Linked DNA regions of Sus scrofa: region 2 is linked to region 1. Evidence: chromatin contacts called from public HiChIP or PLAC-seq data. All regions are on one chromosome and are shown on one strand. Each heading gives the region's core, a stretch centred on a gene start, on an enhancer-like site or on the middle of the called end of the contact. The rest is flanking DNA. Distances are from core to core; before and after follow the strand shown. Region 1 holds the start of FUNDC1 (FUN14 domain-containing protein 1). Region 2 holds the start of KDM6A (lysine-specific demethylase 6A).

Region 1 (5,952 bases), core at 2,018-4,517:
CAATTACCTGATGAGCTTCTCTTGCACCCAGATCCACATGTTCAAAGTGTCCCAAAGCAAACACCATCTTTCCAACCAAGAAAACTGCTGCTAAGGTGCCGGTGTGTAAGCGACAGTACCGTTCTCTAGGCTCACCTCCTCTCGCTCATCTCAGATCACCTTCTTCATCGCCTTTGGGGTCCAACTGACTGCCAGCTCTCTACACTCGGGGATCTCCAAAACAGTATTTGATTCTGTCTTCTTTCCATCCTGAAGGGTGTCACTGCCTTGCCTCCAGATCACACTAAGGGCCCTCTAACTAATCTTCACACCTCCCAGCTCACCCGGCAGCCACCCATGCCGCTGTCAGTTTTAATTTCTCATCATGCTCAAGAACCTATAGCTACCGACAGCTAAATATAATCTCCTTAGCTTCCCATTCATGTCCTGAATTGGTCTGAATTGTTAACGGATTAGTCTGTTAGCCATTCTTCCTTAACTTATGCCACAACAGTTCAACAGTTCCATACCCTAAGAAAACTGCAAAAACAGATTACACTGAATCTAGAGTCAGCACAACAAATCACCTGTTTAACATTATAGGTCTATTACACAGCTCCTGGATGGACATCTGGCTCTAGTCCAAACACATGTGGCCCTCAGTACAGGAGACAGCAGCAAAGACTCCGAAAAGGGAGCAGAGGAGAGAAGCAACAGCCAGGTCTTAACTATATCCCAGAGAGTATGCTCCACAAGCATGTCTATCCTTTGCCTGCTATGGCATACAAGCCACTACAGGAAACCTACTAATTTAATTTCCCTGTTCTGTCTCTAGGCTTTCCCAGCAAACTTCTGTCAATTACAGGGCTTCTCACCCAGTTTGGCCTACAAAGAGAAAATACACAATGATATAATTCTAGTGTTCAATTATTTTTTTTCAGTCTCTTTTAAGATGGGGCTTCAGACCGTGACTCACATTAACCAATCAGCCTATGGCACCAAACTGTGGCCTTATTTAAGCAGAAGGCCAGGTCCTGAATTGTGGGCATCGAGGTACAACCAGCCTGTGAAGGATCATCTGAAGAACCAGGGCTCTGACTAGGCCTCTCTCGAACTGTAGGCTTTGTTCATAAGCAGCATTAATAAGTACACATTATGAATAAATACAGCGTCTCTTCATTACAGAATCTTCACAATGAGTGTTTCTACCATAAAATGACATTTATTAAAAAAAGCATAAAAGAGTGCCCCATTATTCCAAGGTGAGTGTACAACACAAATCAAAACATTTCCTTTTATACTTATCAAGTTTGTACATATTTAAATTCATGTAAGATGAATTTAACTTAGAATGTAAGAAAAAAAGTGACTATTCACAAGTTATGCACCCACACTAATTTCAAAGATTCTCTCAAGGTCATAAACATTTTCAAAACAAAGGGTCAAACTTGTTTCTGACCTGTGTTATTTGGCTAATCTTTTAGTCTAAGACTAACAGAATTGGATCCATAGTGGCAATGATACAATCATGTGGTCTGAAATGTTAACCTAATTAATGTTAGGTTAATGCTTATTAACCTCTCCCCCTTAACGTCCTCCATAACATTACTACTGTGTAAGCAATCAGTCCTTTATTCCCAACAATGTAGACCCAATGCTCTACAGCTCTTCCTCAGCGTATTAGCACAATCCAAACTAGCCCCTAAAAATGGACAGAATCAGTCATTTTTACTGAGAATTTTACACTGCTCTCTACGGGGCTGATACTCCTGAGGATCAGTTTTACTGTGGGAGTTCAGAGCGTTTTCCAGATGTGAGCACAAGGAAGAAATTATTTACATATAATGAATTCTTCTCCTTTATGTTTTTCTCTCTTTAGCCACTGTCACTGAATCGGATCCAATAACATCTGCTAAAGCTGAGAAGGGGGGAAATCTACAAAGAACCAAAGGAAGGGTGAGGAGGGGGCACAGGGGAGGGCATGGAGGAGGAGGATCATCAAAACCCAAGAGTCTGTGAGAGTAGATTACACTCATCTTAGGGCAGAGAAAAGCCTCAAGGTACAGCTCTTTAGGGATTAACAGTGTAAAGCCACTGACTGAGCACGGAATTGGCCCAGATACAAAAGGACAGTAGTCAGGCTCCCAATGAAATTCAAGGAAAAAAGATGTTCTCACCAGCCACTCACTCCACCCATTACAATCTGGGTGGCCACTGAGTATTTTTCTACCATAGGTCCGGAACTGTGGCCAAACACTCGATTCCACCAGTGGTGTCTTCTGGCATACTCAGTTAAATCCAACACTTCGTAAGAGTCATCATCACTTTCATAGTCTTCAAAACGGAAAACGAAAGCAACACATTTACAGTCAACCGAAAGTTAAAAATGCCCTATACATTTTTCATCTGTTACAACTCATTGCTACTTTTGGCAAACAGCTAAAAACGCCCAGATGGTAACAAACTTTGTTAAACCCAATCCCTGAGACTAGGGCCTCGAAAGCATCTCGCTTTTAAAGGCTCAGGAACCAGCCCGGGGAGTCAGGGCAACGTCAGTTACACAGCAGAGGGGTCACCCGCCCCCAAATCTCAGTAGGGTCAGGTCGGAGTTTCACAGCCGGGTCCACCCCCACCCCAGTCTCAATAGGGTCCGGTCAGAGTTCCACAGCAGGAAGGGTTACCCTCAAGTCTCAGGTTCAGGGTCAGCGCAGGGTCCATTCTTCTCAGTGGGAGAAAAAAAGGGGGATCCTCCACTGACAGAGTCGGGTCTGTCAGTGGAGCATTAATCACTTCAGAGCCAAAATTTTTAAAAACATTAGAAGACAGCTAGAAAGGGCCGTAGGTGTAGGTAAGGCGGGAGGTGGGGCTGTGTTGGGGGAGGGGAGGGAGCCCCTCTTCGCCTGCGGGGAGGGGGTACTCAAAGAGGCTACCTCCAAAAAAAAAAAAACCACAGAGCTCCCAGGAACCCTAGGTCAGGGAAAGGAAGAGGCGCCCCCAAAGCAAGGTCGAGAGCTGTGAGCCGCGTCTAAAATACTACTTCGGGGCCCGGCCGCTCACCTTGGGGAGGGGGGTTCCGGGTCGCCATGATACCGCCGGCGGCCTGTACTGAAGGTGGTCCCAGCCCTCCCTCCTCTCCCTACTACTTTAAGAGCCGCTCTAGACCCAGGTGGAAGTCTATGGTCTCTTTTTTTCCCTCCTCCGCCTGCGCCTCCTCCTTCTCCTCCTCCTCCTCCTCCTCCTCCTCTTCCTCCTGGCGCGTTGTCCTGTCCCCGCCTCCTCCTCCAAGCGCAGGGCCTTCTGCGCAAGCGTCAGGCTCAGGGGGTGCGGGGAGGGGGGAGGGGAGGGGGCGCGGCTAGCAGCCCGCGAGGGCTTGTGGGAGTTGTAGTCCGTTGCCATCTACAAACCTGGTTTCCCACCCCTCCCCCTCTAGAATTTCCAGAACAAGAATCTTGTTATTTTGTTTTAAAGGGCCTCAGGTCTGGAGGGGAGGGGGTGTCACAGGGCGGTTACGTCGAAAAGCAGCTTGCCGTTTGTAGCGCTGTACCAGAAAGAGGCTTTTGAAAAGAGGTAAGAGAAACCCCGTTTCAAGCCACACTTTTCTGAGGAGTCAAGGGCTAACAGATGGAAAATTTTTCTAACGCGCTGCTGCTGGGAATTGGAACCTTTTCATCCTCTCCTTCTCCACACGTTTCCTGCCAGGAACCCAAGGGAGGAAGAGGAAGGCCTAGGAACTGACCTGACACGCGTTATTCAAGAGGACATAATTTTTGAGCATCATTTTTATTATTTGAATCTGACAGAGGGAACGAGGTCAAGTTCTTCTCCCAGAAGCCCTACGGGTTTCAGTTGAATGAAAAGCTGTGTTAATCACCCAGTCACTAACTCAACCCCAAACTTGTTTTGAATTTGCTTTGCACCGCCATTCGTTGTACAATTAACACAGCCCTATCAGTATTCCTATTCCGAGAATATGAATATGAAGGAAAAAACAAGAAATTCTGGTAGAAGTTGCTTTCCTTAAAATATTGACTTACATAATTGCACTTGGCTTTTCAAATCCTGGTGCTTTAAATGCAAAGGTTGATTCTCTCAAGCTCCTCTGATTGTGCCACTCAAAATGCAATTCTAAGACTGCCTGGAGATGTTTGTGATCACTTTGTGGAAGGTGACTCTTTTTGGAAACAAAATCACTTTAAGGGACGTAACTTCAGAAGTCCCCACTGAAATATTTTCTTCCAAGAGTTAACAGATTTGAGTTCATACACGCCTTCCTCCTCATTGCCCATCTATGCCTCATGAGGTGCTAACAAATAAGAGAAATCGCAAGTGATGGGCCACTGAAAGAACAGAAAGGAGAAGAAAGGAAAAAAATTACAAATTGGAAGAGGGTTGACTGGGCCAATGACGCCCAAATGACACTGTCACATGCTTCTAGCTGTAGCTACCAACTACAGGAAGAAGCAGCTTTCCTATCAAAGCAATAGTGTTTCAAATTAAATGATTATGGAGAAATGAGGGAGAAAATGGGAACAAAACACTGCTCTTATGATGCCCAAGAAGAGATCTCTGTATCCAAAACGTATCTGAAACCTGTCCAAAAATGAATTAAAAGGCAGTCATTTCTCTAAAGGACTTGAGGGCTAGAATGAACTTTTTAATGCTCTCCCCTTTTTCTTGCAGTACGCCCTTGCCATTACCTCAAGGAAGTTGGTTGTTTAATATATTTTTCTAGTGTGAGGTTTTTTCTTTCCCAGTATTGAAAAAGCTGTCATTTTGTTGGCTCGGTGATGAACAGCTGAATGTGTGAATTGTGTACACAGAGTTTAAACGGAGCTATGGATCCTCCTGGTGGGTTCAAGAGGGTGATTTTTTAATTCCCATTTTGAATAGTGAATAGTGATGCGGTTTTTTTTTTTTCAGTTAGTCCTAATAAACATTTTCATTGTGAACACCGATATCTTATCTACGGCTGTACCAAAACATAATTCAGGTAGTCTCCAGCTTTTCAATGGGTAGGGTTCCAAAAGTTTATGAGTAATTTACTTGAAACAGAGAACATTTTCTATTTCATCCATAATGAAACTGTAATGAAACTAGTCCTTCCTCGTCGCCATCTTTCCTCATTGTCGTTGAAAACCTCATTTGTTAAAAACAATTTCGTCAGAATTGAGAAAAACAAAAGGCAGACAAAATAACAAACGAACAATTCACACTCCCTGGACAAGATAACCCTCCCCCTGGCTAAAACTAATCCCAACACAATGGAGCCCACTCACCCCACGTTTACACACTTAAAATGGTCTCAGTGACCTTTCCAAGTACTGAGAGTATCAGTTGCTGTTGAGAAAAATGTGGCAAAGGTGATGCTTTGTGTACGAGCTGGCGGGAGTGCAAACAGGTACAAGTTTTGATAATGTGAATCCACAATCTTAAAGAGGCCACTTCACTAACAATCAGTGCCAAAGACAATATAAAGAGTTCTTATTCTACCGATGTTGCTACAGAGTTGTTGTTTGGTTTGGTTTGGTTTTTCGTAATGAAAAGGAATAGAAACAATAGGGAAAGTGGAAAGCGTCCAACAGCAGATGATTAGTTATGGAAATGACTGAATGTTACGTTTAAAAAGACTGTAATAACAGGAAAGTGCTTAAGTGAAAAATATTGTTTACCCAAGTGTATTTACGGTTTTATTGCAAATGATTGATTCAGTGTCTGCTAAAAATGCATTAAGACTTGATAAACTGAAATGGATTATGTTACATACTTGATTCTAGCCCACTGGCATTTATCTCTGTGTTCTGCTGAACTCAACAGTTTATAAGGTATTGTTACTGAACCAAACTTGAGTCGGCTTGCCCCCACACAGTAAAGCCAATCTACTGACACCAGGCTTTGGTGAAGGCAAGTGTAGCTGTTTATTGTAAGGCACCATACAAAGGGTCTAGCACAGCTAATGCTCAGAAAGCCCAAACT
Region 2 (5,952 bases), core at 1,467-3,966, 220 kb after region 1:
GGAGGGATAGATAAAGAGGAAGTCATTGGTAGAGTGGTGATTAACTTTCTTAATGAATGAATTATTTATTTTTAGGCCCGCACCTGCGGCATATGGAAGTTCCCGGGCTAGGAGTTGAATTGGAGCTGCAGCTGCAAGCGGAAGCTGCAGCCACAGAAACACTCGATCTGAGCCGCATCTGTGACCTACACCAGCAGCTTGCAGCAATGCCGGATCCTTGACCCACTGAGCAAGACCAGGGATTGAACCTGTATCTGTATCTCTGTGAGGATACAGGTTCAATCCTGAGACTATGTTGGGTCTTTAACCTGCTGAGCCACAATAGGAACTCTGTTCCTTTTTTTTTTTTTTTAGGGCCACACTCGCAGCATATGGAGGGTCCCAGGCTGGGGGTCAAATCGCAGCTACCTCTAGCCTGGGAACACTGGCCTTACACCACTGCCACAGCAACGCGAGATCCGAGCCATGTTTGCAGCCTATACCACAGCTGACGGCAACACTGGATCCTTAACCCACTGAGCGAGGCCAAGGATCGAACCTGCATCCCCATGGATGCTAGTCGGATTCATTTCCACTGAGCCATGACAGGAACTCCTGTTCCTATTTTTTTGAGGTCTTTGAATGCATATTAGGTGCCTGGCACTTTACCTACATAAATTTACTTGACAGATTATAAACTGTGCAAGATCTAAAAAAACTGTATAGTGATATCAGGACTATATTATTGCATACAAATTGTCTCATGCTTCATGATGGAGGACGGATATCTGTAGTTGGACTAGACATCCAGTTCTGGCTTAGAGGATAAATAACTTTCCCAAGGATGCACAGCCTGTGCAGAGTAATGATTTGCATCCAGGTCTGCTAGACCTCAACCCCACCCATCGCACTCACTCCATGCAATTCTGCTGCTAAGAAGGTTTTGAGGGGCTGGAGGTGGGTAGTCTGAAAATTCGTGGAAAGGGCCTGAGTCAAGAACCACCAGCTCCAGGAAAATTGTCAGAATTTCTCTCTACTTGTGGAAGTCTAAGAGTGTGTGTGGTGTGGTGGTGATGGGGAGAGAGTGGTGTCAAAGTCTCCCAGGCTTTGAAGGTCATCTGTTTTGACAAAGTTAATGCATGCATTAATTTAGCTGTAAAAAACATGCAGCCTTGTACTTACTCATTCAAGTAAAATGGAAGGACTAGCATAAAGACTGGGAGAGGCGTTTCAGAGAAAGTAATTAAACATGAAATATAATCCATATAAAACTATAGTTTGTTAGTCTAGTTACTAGTCTCAGGGGAACTATTTAAAACTGTGTTTGTGTGCAAAACCAGTTGGGATTTCCATAGCTTCTCACTGAAAAACTGCTAGGATTATTGAGTCAGCACTGAATTGTCTTCCTTATATTTTGAAATACAAGTTAAAGATATCACGCTTATTGGTTACATTGTTGAAAATATAGAGTCCATGTTTATAAAGGAAACCTTGTCTTTATATGTCCATTAATTTTGTCCTATCCCTGATGACTGGAGGTGTGCCCTCTAACAGATCTGTTATATGAGACATAGCTTATTCAATGTCTTTTGAAAAGCGTAATGGACCGAACACATGTTTTCTTTTCCTCCCAATTATACTGTAGATAGAAAGGCAGACTAGTGACTTTTATTTGCATATGGCCGGAACAAGTTACTGTTGCCAAAGACATGGGGCGGGGGGGGGGGGCGGTGGACAGAAAAAGGTTTTCTGGGCTGCAAGCTTCGATGAGGATCTGAATTATGTCTTCTCTCAGGCCTGTCTACAAGTAGCCCCAACTCTTCCATGAGGGCCCCACTGAGATCAAACCAACATTCTGGAGATGTCGCTTTAACAATTTTTCGTCATCGCTTTTCCTTACAACACTATAATGAACTACTGATAAAACGCGGGTAGCACGAAAATTTGGCCCCAAAGTGCCGCCAACAGACCTTCGGCGGTGGGGAGCGTGGTCTGCGAGCCGGACCCCCGTGGGCGACTCTTCATTCCCTCCGGCTGGGGATCACGGGGCCTTTCTCCCTTCACTTGCGGCGCGAGCGAGGGAATCGGGGCTGGCAGCGGAGGCCTGGCCTAAGGCGCCGCCCGAGGCGCGGAGCACGGGGGCCGGCAGTCGCTGCCCGAGTGCACTCCTCGCGGAGGCCATTATCTCCAGCGGTGCCAAAAGTGTGCGCCTTCTTTGGAGGGCGGAGGTCAGGGGCCAGGCACCGCCTCCCGGCGACGCGACCCTTATCAGGCCCTCTGGGGCCGGGACCCCCGGAGCCTATGCTGCTGGAGCCGCGATCCCGGCCCAGCCCGGGGCTCTCGGCCAGGCAGAGGCCGTCCATGGCGTCCTCGCTCACTGCTCGCGCCCGCCGCGGGCGGTGCCGGACCTCGCCCTTCCCCAACGCTCCCCTCCCCCTCCCGAGCCCGCCGCGACTCCCGAGGTGACACGGCCCGGACCCTCCATTCTCTGCCCCAGTGTATTTAACCGGCACAACCTAACCAGCTAGTCCCTCTCGGTGCCAACCCTTCGCCCCGACAGACGGGCCGAGCAGCCAACCACCGGCCGGAATTGGCGTGCGTCCCGCTCCCCGTCGGTGGCGGCCTCGGTGGGCGGGGCTCGGGCAGCTAGCAAGTTGAGTGGAGCCACGGCTGACGTGAGTCAACAAAGGTCACGTGAGGCGAGCGGGCCCCGCCGATTGGCGGCGCTGGCCGGGCGGGGAGGGGGGGGTCACGGCGGCGGCGTGGGGTTCGCTGTGTGACACAATTACAACAACTTTGTGCTGGTGCCGGGGAAGTTTGTGTCTCCAACGAATCCCCCCCGAGTCCCTCAGCCCCGCGCGCTCCGGCCGTCCCCGCCGTCCCCGCCCGTGGCTGCCCCTCGCCCGCCCCCGCGATGTGACCCTACAAGCCGAGCCGCCGTCGCTGCCGACCCGGGGGCTCCGCAGCCCCTGCCGCCGCCACCTTCACCGCCGCCGCGTTGGGATTTTTCGTCGCTGCCGCCCGCGGCGGAGGAGGAGGCGGCGATAAAGTTGGTGTGCCGGTCCCGCGCGGAGATTGGGAGCGTCGTTGCGGGCCCCGGCCCGCGAGGGGGGTGTCGGCGTTGGAGTTGTGAATTCGCTGCGTTTCCATGAAATCCTGCGGAGTGTCGCTCGCTACCGCCGCCGCTGCCGCCGCCGCTTTCGGTGATGAGGAAAAGAAAATGGCGGCGGGAAAAGCGAGCGGCGAGAGCGAGGAGGCGTCCCCGAGCCTGACAGCCGAGGAGAGGGAGGCGCTCGGCGGACTGGACAGGTACGGGCCGCCGTCACCCGCCCGGTCGGCTCCGGACGGGTTGGCGCCGCTCTCTGGGGAGGCCCGAGCGCGGCTCGCCTCTGGCCGCGGTAGCAGTGGCGGCGGCGGGGCGGGCACCTCGGCTTGGCGCTCTCGGTGCCGTGATCGCCGCCGCTGGGGCCTCGGGCTCGGGCAGGGATGGGTCGGTGGTGCCGGCGGAGCCTTAACGGGCCGCGTGTGTGTCTCTCCCCACAGCCGCCTCTTCGGGTTCGTGAGGTTTCATGAAGATGGCGCCAGGACGAAGGCCCTACTGGGCAAGGTAAGGCAGCCGCGGGCCGGAGCGCGGACACGGTGTACGCGGCCGGCGCCCCGCTCGCCCCGGGCCCGGCGGCCCGGCCGGCGCTCATTGTGGCCGCGAACGATGGCCGAGGGGCTTCCGGAAAACTATTTCCTGCCTCTGCTCTCCCCCCACCCCCCCACCCCCGGATCCCTCGCTCGCTCCCTTGTGAAATCGCCCTCTCCTCTCGTAGCTGGAGGAACAGAGACGGCAGCGTTTCGGGGCCGAGCTCCCCCCGGGTCGACCAAAGAGCCTGTTATTTGGGGGCTTTTGGAAAGTCGAGCCACGATCTCTCCGAGGTGGCAGTTTAGGGTCAAGGGCTCGTGAATGCGTGTAGATTTCCCCCACATTTCCGAGTTACTTGCCTGCTGTGGGTTTTTTTTTTTTAATTTATTTTTATTTTTTATTCTTTTCCTCCAGGCAGGCTGTTGGTGAAGTCCCCTGTTAACCCACCGTTGGGGGCTTTCTTGTGTCCCCGCTCCCAGAAGGGGGAAGTTGCACGTAGGTTAGGGCGGCGAAGAGTTTGCATGGGGCTGTTGACATGCCTCTCGATGGGTCTGTCTTCTACCTGAAGTTAGGTGACTTGTTTACTTTCGGGGTGTTTGGGCGGCAGAAATCCTGCACTTATTTGTGAACGTGTTTTCTTCCTGGAGCCTCGCTTCCTGCGCGTCTGACAGGGGAGGCCGGGGAGAATTCGGGGTGTAGTCTCTGTTTATTTGTGTGGAAAGTTGTTGGCACTGTCATTTAGTTAAGTAATGGCTGCTCCTATCGGCCCAAGATGGCGGGACAGGGTGGGAGGAGAAAGTGAAGGGGGGGTTTGGGGGGAGGGAGGAGAGGTAAACATGGAAATAAATAGTAGCGATGAATAGGCCTCTCCTTCGGAGTGTGCAGCTCGGTGAGGTTTGATAAAAATTCCCCAAGACTATTTGCATCCAGAATGCTTGTACCCTTCTCAGGCTTGAAAGCAGCATTCAGAAACCTGGTAAATGCTTATCAACCTGTAGCACATTTAGTTACCCATCCGTCAGCTATTGAACAAAGGCAGTGGAGTCTCGATCTGTGTTCATCAGTTTGTGTCTCTTGACCAAAATCTGATCGAAGTGATACTTGTACGCTTGCTTCTTGATCGGGACCGTGAAACTTGGAGTGTGCGGGATAGGTGGTGCATCCATTAGACGTTATCTTCCCCAGCTGAAATCAGTAGCTTTGCAATTGACACCTGGCGTTATTGTTGCGATTGAGAAGGAAGTTTGAAATGACTAAAGCCTTGAGTTATATTCTTAAGTTGATTTTTTTTTTTTTTGTAATTTAGTTGTCCCGAATTTTTATCTGTAGTTTGATTTAGGAGAGTCACTAATTCCTTTTATTTGAAATTATACTTTTGTTTCTGTTTCAGTGTAACTTAAGTGTAAGGGGTTTCAAACACAGGTAAATGACCAGAAAGCTAAACAGGAATAATCCTTTTCAGTAAACCCAGTCCCTTTGACCGGTGGACAAAAGTTGAATTAAACTGACTATGTAGGTATTAATTGGCTTCATTGAAATTATCGCCGGAAAAATGAATAGCGACTAGCTCTCAAATGATTTGAAGCCTTGAAAAAATTTTTTTCAACCTGAGTATTTAAAGTATGTTATTTAAAATTACTTGACTACTGTCAAAGTTGTCCTCCCAAAAGATTAAGCAAAATATTTAAACTTAGGAGCATTTAGTTTGGAGTGATTTTTGCCCATGTAATAGGGTGTTGGTGAAATTGTTTGCAAAGATAATACATTTGGAAAAGTTTAGCCAAAATCTATTTGCTTTTGGTTACAGTAATGAAGAAATAAATGGGATCTGATGTTTTATGTGGATAATATGTAAAATGCTAGGTGATTTCATGTGTCAGAATGCTTGTATTTAGATGAATTGACAGTGGATCGTGCTTTACATTGTTTTGCAGATTGTAGTTTCGAATATTGAGCCCTGCAGTTATTATGCACTTTTGAGTTTAAATTATAAAAGAAGCAAGCATTTTCAAATTTTTTTTGTGAAAGTGTGCTTTACTTTATTGATGTTTGAATACAGTAACATAAATGAGAAACTTGTAAAGCTTCATGTGTTATGTTTTGTGGAAGAAGGAAGGCTTCATAAAGTACTGGGTAGTTTGATAAACTACTGAGTATTTTGTTAAGCTAAAAAAAATTCTTCATTGCTTCAGACCCCATGCTTGTGATGTCCTGTGTATTTAGGTCAAGACTCATTAGCCTTAACATTAAAACAGTCTAGAGTATGTGCTCGTAACCACATACAATTCTTGGTTGCATCCTTGTGAGCGTACCCGTGAAATGTGTAATGTAAAGCTTGATAT

The links. HiChIP or PLAC-seq counts read pairs in DNA pulled down with a chosen protein or histone mark.
Region 2: an H3K27ac HiChIP or PLAC-seq map of alveolar macrophages shows a contact between it and region 1. The contact joins the promoter of KDM6A here to the promoter of FUNDC1 in region 1. A contact is called at or near these places in 1 of 5 promoter capture datasets (fetal liver), 9 of 47 Hi-C or Micro-C datasets (alveolar macrophages, embryonic fibroblasts, epiblast stem cells and 5 more) and 2 of 2 datasets of contacts at active chromatin or transcription factors (alveolar macrophages and skeletal muscle).

The regions. Positions count from the first base shown.
Region 1 is chrX:39,734,396-39,740,347 of Sscrofa11.1, forward strand. It overlaps FUNDC1 (FUN14 domain-containing protein 1), which reads right to left and starts at 3,268. Exons shown (of 5, transcript XM_003135038.4): 1 at 3,037-3,268; 2 at 2,157-2,313. The coding sequence starts at 3,064.
Region 2 is chrX:39,951,048-39,956,999 of Sscrofa11.1, forward strand. It overlaps KDM6A (lysine-specific demethylase 6A), which reads left to right and starts at 2,717. Exons shown (of 27, transcript XM_021079784.1): 1 at 2,717-3,288; 2 at 3,523-3,586. The coding sequence starts at 3,128.